Regions from separate parts of the Drosophila melanogaster genome. Here region 1 is linked to region 2. Evidence: chromatin contacts called from public targeted proximity ligation data. All regions are on one chromosome and are shown on one strand. The core of a region is the stretch at or near the end of the contact, and the rest is flanking DNA. Distances in the headings are between cores, read along the strand shown. Region 1 holds the start of sfl (sulfateless). Region 2 holds the start of lncRNA:CR44522 (long non-coding RNA:CR44522).

Evidence for each region.
Region 1: a contact with region 2 is called in a targeted proximity ligation map of the Kc167 cell line, with 5 times the contacts expected there. A contact is called at or near these places in 5 of 107 Hi-C or Micro-C datasets (the Clone 8 cell line, the Kc167 cell line and the S2 cell line) and 2 of 7 datasets of targeted methods (both in the Kc167 cell line).

The regions. Positions count from the first base shown.
Region 1 is chr3L:6,492,717-6,499,068 of dm6, reverse strand. It overlaps sfl (sulfateless), which reads right to left and starts at 3,389. Exons shown (of 7, transcript NM_079222.5): 1 at 2,588-3,389. It overlaps Vps8 (Vacuolar protein sorting 8), which reads left to right and starts at 3,772. Exons shown (of 4, transcript NM_139791.3): 1 at 3,772-3,980; 2 at 4,048-5,355; 3 at 5,415-6,272; 4 at 6,330-6,352. The coding sequence starts at 3,879.
Region 2 is chr3L:6,261,700-6,268,301 of dm6, reverse strand. lncRNA:CR44522 (long non-coding RNA:CR44522) reads left to right here and starts at 4,903. Exons shown (of 1, transcript NR_124810.1): 1 at 4,903-5,294. Ldh (Lactate dehydrogenase) reads left to right here and starts at 5,608. Exons shown (of 4, transcript NM_001274545.2): 1 at 5,608-5,743.

The DNA of each region.
Region 1 (6,352 bases), core at 2,140-4,639, 230 kb before region 2:
CACTTAAACGACAACAATAAAAAATTATTAGAATGCCAATGGCAGCCGAGGCACAGGCAATAGCAAAGGATTCAGCTAAGGACTTGGCTCGGCAAGGAACTCAGTACGGCACTTCATAAATCTAGCAACGGCATATGAAATACGAGTATCCTGTGCTGAGAGCAGAGCCAATCAAGTTGCATACAACCCGGGGCATGCAGCCCGGGAGCACACCGAGAGAAATAATTAATACATCCTATATTAACGGGGGTATTTATTGGTTGTTCTGTTGTAAAGGATTAATTGTACATTCATTTTACTTTACTACTTCTGTATTTTAAAAAAGGTTATTTCTTGTATTTCTATTGCTTTTTGTTTTTCATTTTGTCTAAATATCAATAAGAAAGATTATACTTTTCAGTGCATGAAATAACGCAGGCAACCTTGTTACTACTTTTTCAGCATGTCCTGACCATCCAGGACAGATAGACCCAGCAGAAGCACACAAACTCACACACATTTGGCTTGTGATTTATTAACAAGCTATCGTTTATCATGTGGGCAACAAAGGGTTAATGCCTGAAGGGCCTGCTGAGTTATGCACCACCACCACCAGCAGCAGCTGCAATTGCCAATTTGCTAGCTGTGGCTATATGCTATATGCTCCATATACGATATATGGGAAAAATGGATGGGAAAAGGTAGCGGGGGCGCGGGACCGATAGCCGAAAATATCTGAGAGGCATCAAGATAAACAACAATCGCCTCAAGATAAACAAAAAAGCGGAAAGTCACGAAAAGTATGCGCCAGACAAACGAAAAAAAAAAGGCAGCGGGGAAAAAAAAAGAAAAACCATGAAAGCCGCAATAATTCCGCACCGATAATTTATGTGCGCCGCCAAGTTTATAAAAATTAAGATATTTCCCATTTCCCATTAAACATTTCATAGCTGGAGAAACTGAACCCAAGCTATATGCCCATAACTTATCTTGAAAATATTTGTTTTGAGCGCCGTGCTCTCGAATATTTTTTTTATTCGCTGCTTCCTCCGATTTCTTTTTGGGAAAAATCCGAACGTGTTGAAGCGTTAAATTTCCATGTGGGCGGCCGGCCGGCCGTCCAGAGAATGGCCAAGACAAAAAAAAAAAAAAAAAACGAAGAAAGAAATAGGTGGACCGAGAAGCAAACAAGTTGCAAAGCTGGAAAAGGAGTCGACGTGGGTGCCGGGGCCAAGATAAAATGTTGACCAATAAATTTTGTGACCATGAACGACAAACACACAGAGCGAGCGGAAAATAAAAGGCCAGAACCTGAAACCTAAGGGGGAAAAAGGAACAAAAAGCGCATGGTCAACAATAATAAACACAAACGATTAGGGGCAAGAGAAGGCCCCACAAATATGGTATGCTCTCTCGAGAAATCTTATTTGGTTCAAGAACCCATTCGAAATTCCCATTAAATTTCAATTGATTCAAATACATGCCTGGTTTTTAATCCCGAAATCAAGTAAATAAATGGCTGTTCGTTCGTTAGTTTCGTAGTCTAATAATTTATGTATAATGATAAGGCATTATGACAAATGAGCTTATCGCCTTATTCCGGTCTATTTAATCTGAATGTATTCGATGGCACCTACAACAACTTTTAAATAACAACCTTAACGTTATACAGAAATTTATTTGTCTGCGTTTAAGTTCAATAAACGCACCAAAATGGCTAGAAAAGTATAGTGAATAATCTTATCTTATAAAACTCATCAAGGAACACTTAAAGTCAAATTAAAATTCTTAAGGGTAAACGATGTTTCATATAGTACAAAATAAAACAAATCTGCATTGCAAGTGTTATTGGATCCGAGATAAAGTATCTTAAATGACAATCATAAACAGAAATCTGCTGTGAGCCATAAATATGAATGCTTTTAAAAATATTACTAGGTTAAATGAATGAATAAATGAATATATTAAGCCGTTTTTCAATTCTCTTTCAGTATATCAGTTTACGGAAAATAAAAAACTGCTTTATTTTAAGAACAAATATAATGATTTTCGGGTTGAGATCCCTTTTACTGAAAGACCCGAGAAATATATTAACCTTTCCAAGGAACCCATTATAAATATTCGGTACCCTTTGAGCCAGAAATCCAGGTAACTCCTTCGTTATGGTTAGTGTATGACAAATGTGGAAAAACTAGCGCGACGGGCGATTGGCGACTAGCGCGACTGGCGGCGACCAGACCAACAAACAATGTCCAGCGATTTCCGATCGACAAGTTGGGGCCAAGAGCGTGATGAACGCGTCAAGAGGGGGTGCGAGGGAAGTCGGAATGGGAAGAGGAGGGAGCGAGAAAGAGGAGACGCAGCGTGTGCAAGAATGCTTTGCTCCGCGAGTGTCATTAACTCGTTTGCCTTATCTCGAAAAACGTAAACGAAGCTGCATGAGAGCTTTATTTACGTATGTAGGAATGTGTGCGTTTGGGAAAATTACCTGCGAAAGGTGCCGCCCTGCCGCCTAATTGATAAGTTTTGGTTTCATATTCGTCTATGTAAGTAATTAACTATGGTAATTTGGGAAATTGGGTATATTTGGAGCGCGGCGTCTTCTTACCTGTCGCACATCAATGACGCACGCTGCCGACGCCGACTTCAGCAGCGACGCTGGCAGAGGAGTTTACGTTAGCTCTCTTGCTATGTATCTCTCCCACTCGAACACAAACGTGTTGCGCTCACCAACACCAAGGCGAAATTGCACAGCTGAGCTGGTGAAAATACAGCGAATGCGGTGCACAAAACAGAGGACCGAAAACAATAACGTTATGTCAATTTGTTGCTGCCTGAGTTGTTCTCTGCCTGCTGCTCCCGTTTGTTGTTACTTTTTTTTGGCACGTGAATCGACAATCGCATTTTTCAAATTCTTGCACTCATTCGCTTTTGTGCATTTGTTTACGTCACTGGCTCATACACACACGCACGCACACCCGCACACATACGCGCGACTGAATGAAAGGCGCGTAAAGAAGAGAGTGGAAATGCCAGAAAGAGAGCGATTAATTTGGCAAAGCGCCGCACGCTCAAATAAACAAATATTTTATTTATATTTCGTGTCCCAATCACTGCGCCATTGTTTAGTACTATTCGTTAGTGTCTGCTAATGCCCATTTTGCACAAGTGTCTTATGCATGGCAACAAACAATACAATAATCGAAATTTCCACTCGCGTTTTGCTCTTGGCCCGCAATCACGGGCTGCTGCAACTGGCAGATAAGCGAATCCGATTAATAATCTAGTGCGCCGCGCATTGTTTTTGGTTACGCGATTATTCAAATGGCTCGGAACACACTTTATTGCATTTTAATTAATATCTGCTGGCCTCGCGAGCAGCAAAATCGTCCGCTGCACTGAACCGAACGCGATGAAAACAAAGATGAACTAGCGATGGAACAGATGGCGATGTGAGGTCCAACCTGCGATATTTCGATGTTTGCTAAGTCGAGTAGTCGATTGGTCCTCTCACTCGATAAGTTTTTAAATTTTCGATATTAAATTTTTAACTTTGTTGAACTTAACATTAAATTTTATACTCCCATTAAGTTGTAGACTGTTTCCAGTTATAAGCTTATTTCTAAATGAATAATTTAAAATTCCTGCTTCTTAAAGGAACAAAAACAAATATACGCCTTCCTCAGAATTTAAAATTTATCTTTACCTCTGTTATTTGTCCAATTAAATTAAGTTTTTATATAAAATCATCGATAACAGAAACCGATAAGCAACCGAAAGACATCTGTTATGCAAACGAGTGGGCAGTCCTTTGATGGGCGTAGAAACTCATTGATAAAAACAAAATCACTTAAAATTATTAGTTTGGGGGAGGGATCAGGATTGAAAGAACCGGGAGCATGTCGGAGCTTAAGGCCCCGTCGCTGCAATCTCTGCTGGAATCGGAGCGAGGATCCACAGACAGCCTACTGGCCGAATCCCTGCAGCTGGACTTCGAAGATGTGAGTTGGGATTACCCGAAAATGGAATGGCCTAGATAACACTTTATCTTGATTCATCCAATTATAGCTTGATGATGCCGAGTTTGCAATACCGCCCACCGATGTGCTGCCTACTTTGGAGGCGGTGCTCAGTGAATTTGAGGCGGATTCGGATGTGGCCTCCGAGTTTGGAATGCCGGTGCCCCATGCCACGCCCACGCCCTCGATTGGTGAGGATTCCACGATCAGAACAGACGGCAGAGGTGGTGGAGGATCCATAATGAGGTACACCCTCCTACACGGCATCTCGGCACAACTTTCCTCAGCGGCGGAACGTGTCAATGCCGGAGCAGCCAGTTCCTGTGCCGTGGCCGCATTCATAGCCATCGGAACATCGCATGGACACATTTTGAACTTCGATGTAACCCAAACCCTTAGGTGGGCCCATCAGGACAAGCATGGTCAGGGTGCGGTGGCCAGTTTGGCTTTCAATGCGGATTCAACGCGACTTTTGGCTGGTTTTTCTAGGGGATTGGTTGCCATGCTGGACACTCATACGGGTGATGTTCTCCGTGAGCTGTTCGACGTCATAACCCCAAACACCGGCGTACTGCATGTCAAGTGGACCTCGAGATCATCACTGGCCTTGTGTGCCGATGCCGGCGGATCGGTGTGGTCTCTTAGTTTCACCCGGAAGCTGGGCATCCGTGGCTGCCAATCGAGATGCCTCTTCTCCGGCGCTCGCGGAGAGGTCTGCGCCGTGGAACCTCTAATAATGGACTCCCAAGGACGCCATGAATTGGATCAGTACTGCATTGTGGCTCTGGCAACGTTATCCAAGTATTTTATCGTCACTGTCCGACCAAGATTAAGGGTCATCAAATACCACGTGCTTCAGGGACCTCCTGATTGCTTACCTCTCCTCGCCTGGCATTTAGTACTCATTCAAGCGGCAGATACTTCCCGCTCCGTGGACCCCGTGATTGTCGTGGGCCGCGGGAATCAATTATTCTTTCACCAACTGTTTGTCTCGAACGGACGAATAACGCTTTTATACCTTCGACATGTCCAGCTGCAGGGGAGTCTCCTCTCCGCTCACTGGCTGGGACCAAAGTGTGTTGCCTCATTGGACACGGCGGAAATACTTCATCTTGTGGATGTGCGATCCAGTAAGGAACTAGAATGTATGGATATGGCCAACGCAGGACTGGTCTACGGATCAGCGCAGTTTAAAGGACTAGCCACTGGCGGAAATGTGTCACCTGCCTTCGCTTTAGCCGGCTCAAATGCCTGTTATAACTCAGTGGTTTCAAGAGGAACCCAGTTGTACGTTTTAGGCGCCAGGTCCCTGCATATAATTGGAGTTAGAACTTGGTCAGAGAGAATAAGCTTCCTGGTAAGATCAAAACTGTGGATTTAAATGGAAAATCAAAGCCTCAACTTTATCGTTTCTAGGTAAAACACCATCGATGGCAGGAAGCCTGCCAACTGGCACTTGATGGCTACATTGCCTCTGTGGATCGCCCGAGGAAACGTGCTCAAGCCAAGGAGCGTATCATCATGCTTTTTAAGGAATATATCGCCAATTCCGCCCGGGCACCAGAGTATTGTCTCGGCGCCATTGTTAACTGCTTGATCACCGTGGGTGAACTGGATCTTCTGTGGACACAGCTGTGGGAAAAGTTACACAACAGCAGCACTGAACTTTTCTTACAGCACATTTCCGAGCATATAGAAAAGGAAACGATACATAGTGTTAATCCAGTGATATCCCAAGCTTTGGTGGATTACTGGCTGGAACACTCCCCTGCCAAACTTGAACAGCTTATCCTCAAACTGGATTGGATGTGCCTGGATCTCAACCAGGTGCTTAAGGCTGTGAAGAAGCATCGTCTGTTTAGGGCTCAAATCTACCTCAACACCCAAGCTTTGAATGACTATACGGCGGCGCTCACGGAGCTCCTTCCATTGGTGACCCCAGATGAGACGGATTTGGGCAACTGCCTGCTGGTCTACGTTTCTAGTTGTCTGGCTGGAAGAGAATATCCCAGCGGAGAAATTCCCGTGGAGCTGGTGCATCAAGTCAAGCACGATGTCCTGCGTTGCCTGACCTCCCAGCATTCCAAGGAGAATGCCGGCGATGAACTGCCCTATCCCTATCTTAGAGCTCTCCTCAAGTTCGATACTCGGGAAACCCTAAACGTTATATCGCTGGCGTTTCAGGAACGAGAGTTTAGCAACGAGCTGGGAATCTCGCATCGCAAGAGGATTATCAATCTGCTACTGGAAATCATGTCGCCCGAGAATGCAACGGTAAGGTTTGTTAACCATAATTGCTAGTCATCCAACAAAAAACTCTTTATCTTCCAGTGGGCGGAGATTGGTTGCTTGCT
Region 2 (6,602 bases), core at 3,654-6,153:
TGCATCATATCAATAAATATTACGTATACGCCTCGTGTTTTCGTGTTTAAATACTTGGTAATCTCATGGAATAGTGAAATATGTCTTGAGCTCAAACTGTTATCGTAGTTTTGACACCTTAAATGATATTAAAATGTTTAAAGTATTCATTTTTTATGTGTCATGAATCTTTTTAATACAAAACACTCAAGTGCCACGTTTTAATACTTATATTTTTAAATATCTCTTAGAGAGTACACTGCAGCCTAAAATCTTGTCAATACCTATCATCTATATATTTTTGCCCCTATCTTTTAGCCTGCCCCATGCCGCGTTCGAATTGAATGTCGTGGCTAAAAGTGAAGTTGGTCTAGGCTCTGGCTGCTTTTTATTGTTACTGCGGTTTGCTGGTTGCTGGCTCTAATATGACATATACTAATAACAACGCCATGGCTCCGAGTTCGGTTCGCCAGTAAGGGCCAGCCATTCACTTGCGAAGTCACCGGGCCCAGCTATTCGGGCCAAGTCGAGTGCATTGGTGAAAAGTCATAAGGCAGAAAGGTAGAAAACCGCAGCGGGCAAACAAACAAAAACTAAAAGTAAAACAAAAAAACGGTTTGTTTTGGTTCAAGTTGTCGTTAATGGCATGGAAAAATGTCAGGCAGAAAAAGGTTTGCCAAAACGATTCATTTTTTTGCTCGGTGTGTGGGTTATGAGTTATGTGTGTGGTGAACTAAGCGACATTTTGTTAAATGATTCACCGAAAGAACAAATATAATTGAATTACATTTTCTTGAGTCAGTGGAGCGCGAGTGATATGCTCGGGGAAATCAATATTAACAGGGAAAATGCTGAAATAATTTCATTTTGAAATGTGTCAATTTTAATTGACATTCGAATGCTATTTCCATGAACAAATAACACTCACTGTGTTAATTAAAATTCCCACCTCATATTGTCAGATGTTTTTCTTTCTCAGTGGAATTGAGATCATAATTGTACTACGGATGCCCGTCTCTCATCTGCAGCTCATTATAAACGCCTAACTAGCGATGACCTCGCATTAATTTTATTATCCCTAAATACATTGCAAGTCTTTCAGGTGTGTGTGAAGGCCTCTAATGGGACATTAAAGCCAAAAGCCCCCAACATAAGCGCATCGAGGCGACTATAAAAAATCGACAACAACCGCCGAACGACGACGGCAGCCTCTAAAGTCGCCAGTTGGGGGAAAAAAAACAAGTGCCCATAAAATATAATAAAAGGAAGTGCTTAAAACTTGCACCAACAACAACTGAGGGGGGTTTGCCGGAGGGGGGTAGAACTGCAAGTACATTCGCTTAGATGAGACTGGCATCTGGAAGGGGAGGGTTGGGGGGTTTTAGCCATGATGGCAGGACAGGACTCCTTTTGCATAGTTGGTGTCTAAATTTATTACCCGCGATCTAACACGATTTCTCGCACTTGTACCTACAATAATCATTATATGCAAACACACACACACAAACACACACTCGCACACTCACTTGAGCATGGGCCAAAAGAAAATTACATGCGCCAAAGCTTTTTGCATATTTGGCATGCAAGAAAAACAAAACTGAAAACGTAACAAGTGCAGCGGCTCAGCATGGGAAACTGGTCTGGTCTTCCACGGAATGAGATGAAGGAACAGGCACAGTAGAGCTTACTTAAAGCGAACCACCTACTGGAACGCACACTAACCAGCCAAGTAATACGCAGCTTACACAAGAAGCTTGATTATCTTAAAGAATTTTTAAGAAATAAAATAAATAATAATCAATTGAAGCTTCACTGTACTTGCACTTGCGTCTTGGTGTTCGTGTGTGGATATAGTTTATGTATTATATAATTCGCTGGCCGCTGCGCCGAGAGATGCCACCAGGCAAAAGGCGCAAAGCCATGGTTTTAATGAGGCGTGGCTCCAAGTGCAAGTATGCAGGGTATACCCTGCACCCCAGATGGGGTATGCCAGATAAGTGGAGGGGGCGATGCCGGGAGAACTTGATAATGAGATGCAATGAGGAGCTGATTAATTGCTTGGCAGGCAGCATGCAGCGCAACATCTTAATGTCAGCTGAGCGGCAAATTACAGGGTATACGATTGCTGCCTAAGCACTACTAATCACTAGTAAAAAAAAAACCAACATAGCCGTCTTCATGGACTATAAATATGTTGCTGCTGCTGGTGCTGCTGGCTAAAGAGAATAAAAATGTATTTATATGTATATAAGAGAAATTCAGGCTTGAGATTACAATCGCTTGTAATAAATACCTTAAGTATCGCATATATCAGTAACCCAAGGACGTGAATCGTAAGTCAAGCCGAACATTATTATTAAGCGGAGCCACCAACCGGAGCGGCCAGTCGAAGGCGGTCTTCTGACTAAGCGACCGAGCGACGGACATCCGTCCCGGCCAACTTGACTTACGTGCAACAATTTAACAACTTAATTATTGCTAAACTACGCCGGCAACAGCATCGCCCAACGGCAACAGCATCAGCGGCACCAGCCAGCAGCATCTAGCCATAAATAAACAACGGTGCGTATGAGTAATATTGGTTGTTCGGTTCGGGACGGGAAAAGTCGTGGTTGCCTGGCTGGTGAAAAAAAAGCAATAATAAGGCTGTTGGCTGCCAAAAAGATGGCAAGGTGCGATATACCCGAAAGATGATCATCATCGGCCAGTACAGCAACAAAAACAACAACTGGAGGCCAATCGAGCCAATTGGACCACACAGAAAGAAAATATTTAACGTGGTACATTTTATAAAAAAAACATATGATATATACATATACAACAAACATATTATTATGTGAAATCATTTCCAATTGTATATTGATCTAGCATGAAGTATTTACCTCAGTGCACCGTGGGTTCTTCTGAAGAGTGTGCATCCTCCCCAGCTCCAACTGCAGCCTCAACTGCTACTGCCTTCTTCTTGTCATTGAGTAATCTATCGACAGGTTGGCCATTTAGTCCGGCTCCAACGTTGTGTGTGAGAATTAGCATAAAAACGCAATTTTTGAATATTAATGTGCAGTGGGGCAGCGACATCTTCGCTCGATTGCGTGCTCCCGAGAATTCGCAGACGATGGAGTCGCCTCCTGCCACTTGGCTTACACACACGGGCACATCGAGCTCTCTGGCTCTAATCAGATTCCCCGGCGTTGATAACAACGCCTTGGGTCGTTTTTTGGCCAGGAGTTGCACTATCGGTTTCTTGGGGCATCTCTCACTTTTCAGCCGGCACGCAGAGCTTCAGAGATTGGGAGCGCGGAGCATGAGAAATGTTTGTTCTGGCTAATCTGGCGAATGCATCGAAATGTTGCGTAATATGGGAAGCTAAAAGATTGCTGGAATTGGAACACTGCGTTATATAGGTGCTCACAATAAACGACCAATTTCTAATTCTCAAAACATTTTACAACAATCTAAAATTAGTTAAATGTAGTACGCAATGTTTAGTTACATAAGTTTTCAAGTGGCAGCGCTAAACGCATGAAAAGTTCCATTAGGTGACTAAATTGTTATTAATCCAAGCTCAAATCTGGGAAACATATTTTTATATTAATAATGCTTCACTGCAATAACTTGTCTTCTACACGTCAAATGTATTCTACACATTGCTTTTTAGCGCCCCTAGCGGCATTTTTTATAAGCGCAACTGGCTCAAGTATAAGGCCCTAGATGGCGCCAGTAAATCTTGAAAACTATTCAGATTTACAATTGTAGTTTGATTTAAATAAGCAAGCATCAGAAATACTGGAACTAAGAAAAAAACTTTTTTAAATATTAAACAAGAATTGAATATTGCATTGTATATATGGTATTGAAATATTAGTTACAAGTGCTGATGACATTAGGTTTCTTGTCATAAGCAATGCACATTTTAGTTTTATCTTACAGAATTCTAAGTGAGCACTAGAAGTTCCCAGAAAAGAAATCATTACACCGCAGACATAAACAAAAGTTCAACAAACCCAGACCTAAACAAAACAAGTTCCGATAAGTGCATATATGAGTATTCACAGGTAACTCATTCTCGGCTGCATTTCACAATTGAAGGGCGAGACGACGTCATGACCCCAAAAAATGTTTGGGGGCCAAGAGGGTCAAGAGGTAAGAGAGGAAGTGCATTGACATTGACTTGGGTCAATTCAAAAAGTGGGTCACCCTCGCCGACACTTTCACAACGATTGCGTTAAATTGCAGTGACATTGAGAGAGCAATAAACCGCTCATCACCACCCCCTTCCCCGCTTTGACAACTCAAGCTAGCCGACGGCAATGATGACGTATTAAGTCGAAATGCTTGCGAAAATCGAGAGAGTGCAGTGAATCACCGGCGAATAAATGTTGAGTCTGTAAAATGTGTTGTCAGTCACGAACGCCGGCAAACTGGTGGAGCAACTTCTCTCTGGGGATCTCCCTCTGCTTCTATTTTTCTCTACAGATCTCTTGAGGACTCTCTATGGAATTGTCTAACCACAATGCAAGTACAGAAGACCAGGGGATGACGTATTTGAAACAATTAGCGAAAGTCTGCTTAAATCCAGCTCAATAGGTGTGAAATGCCATACACTCTTAATAAAATGCTTATAAGCATTATACACGGAATCCAATGAGTATATGTTTTTAAAGGCAACCAATTAAACAGACAGTGTTCTTAAAGCTGGTCCTTTTTAAGATTAAAGGGATATGCATATTAGCTTAATCATATAACACAAGCTGCTTAGTACAGGGTATTTCCTAATCACACATAATCCACTGCACCATCTGTTGGCCAAATTAACTGCAGCAGCCGCCTGACTGGGCAGTTGGCCAAAATTGGCTGCATACACATCCGTTCAAATAAACTGGTCCCCTATGTGTATGTGATCTTGGGCACGTGTTAGTCCAAAGATCCCCAGCTGCTGTCACGAGGCTCAAATAAACAACCACCTACTCGGACAAATGGAACGAATTCAGCATGTAAGATCTAAATGTAATTTATGCCGCAGGGGAATTGTAAATGAAGAATTATCCAACAACTCCACTAACGAAATCCCGGAAAATTAGTCGAAAACGTGCCGCCTATAAATAGAGGAATATATACGGAAAACCAGCAAAGGTCACCTTGACTAACTTGGCCGAATGGAGCCAAAAAACTCTGGAGAGCGCAACACCAACAAACACAGGCGGCGAAAGAGCGAGCGAGAGAAATGGCCGCTCACTTTCACAACGCCGCAGAGGCCGTTTCGTCATTCATCCTGGCGCAGCTGGCAGAGAGGTCCAAAACAGCTGGCCACACTGAAAAAAATGATCAGCTTAACTAACTCTACCATTTATACAGAAATAATATTTCAAGTCGAACAATCATAAAGTGTATGTCATTTTATATTTGTTTAAATTTGTTTTAAGTTGGATATAAAACTACACTATTTTTAAATTAATATGATTTTACTAAAAATTCAACAGCTACACATTCAACTTTAGTCCATTTGAATATCACAATTTCGTGATATCATTTTTCTAAGTGTACTAGCTGCGAAGGAAAGAGCGAGAGAGGTAGTGAGAGAAAAGCGGCTGCGGAGGCTACAAAATCCAGCGGCAGCAGCTAAATTCCAAAGCAGTCCGCTTGAAGTGCAAACAGTTCGCAACGAACGCGCAAAGTGAACGGAACGTCGACGACCTCAAAGTTTAGAGGCGCCCAAAATAATCCAGTGAAAAAAAAAGAGAATTAAAACAAAACCAATACAAAAGTAAGTATATATACTAGCATGCACTTGGAAAAAAAACAGTATTTGTGATTGTGCAGGATACCTGAAAATTAGTAGTACAAACTGGGTGTCAACTTCCTGCCTCATCAGGGTGCATTCAACTTTCAAGGGTCAAGTGCATCGGTCGGTTCCGAAAACCGAACCCCGTCGCCCTTGGCCTTCCGCACCTGAGACGTTAGTGGGGTGGGCCGGATTTCCGGGGTTTCCCGCGAAGAGGGTGTGGGGTGGCAATTGGGCGTACAATTGACTTTCACTTTCGTTTTCAACGGGAGCATGCGCCATGTCGCAAACAGCTGACTTCCCCATTTTCCGACGGGGGGACGTCGCACCGCCCAAGTAAAGTGGAACAACCGCATTTGACTTTGAGAGAAGGTCATGCGTAGGCCCAATTTTGACGCACATTTTCACAGCTTGCAACAAGTGTGGCGAAGATATGAATTTTTATATAAAAAACTCGAATTTTTATGCCAATATGATATTTTGTAATTAATGACGAATTTTTGTTTATTAAGAGAAAAGTTATAGTTTTGTATTTTTTGTTGTATCTACAAAGTTTTAAATAATCCGTGTTTGTCAATAATATATCTAGATTCTTAAAAAAGAGAAAAAGCAATTAGCCCCCTTTTATCTGGCACTAATACTTATACTTACTAATACTAGATACTCGTCCCCAATAAAAATAAACCGTGATCACTCAGCCATAAATCATTATCTAGTTTTTTATATATTTGTGACATTTCCCTGACTTTTCGTACCTCACACTTGCGGAACTCATCAGAACTCTTGGGTTTTTGTACCCCACCCAAATTCTTCAGAACTCATAACTGCAGTCGTAATTCAA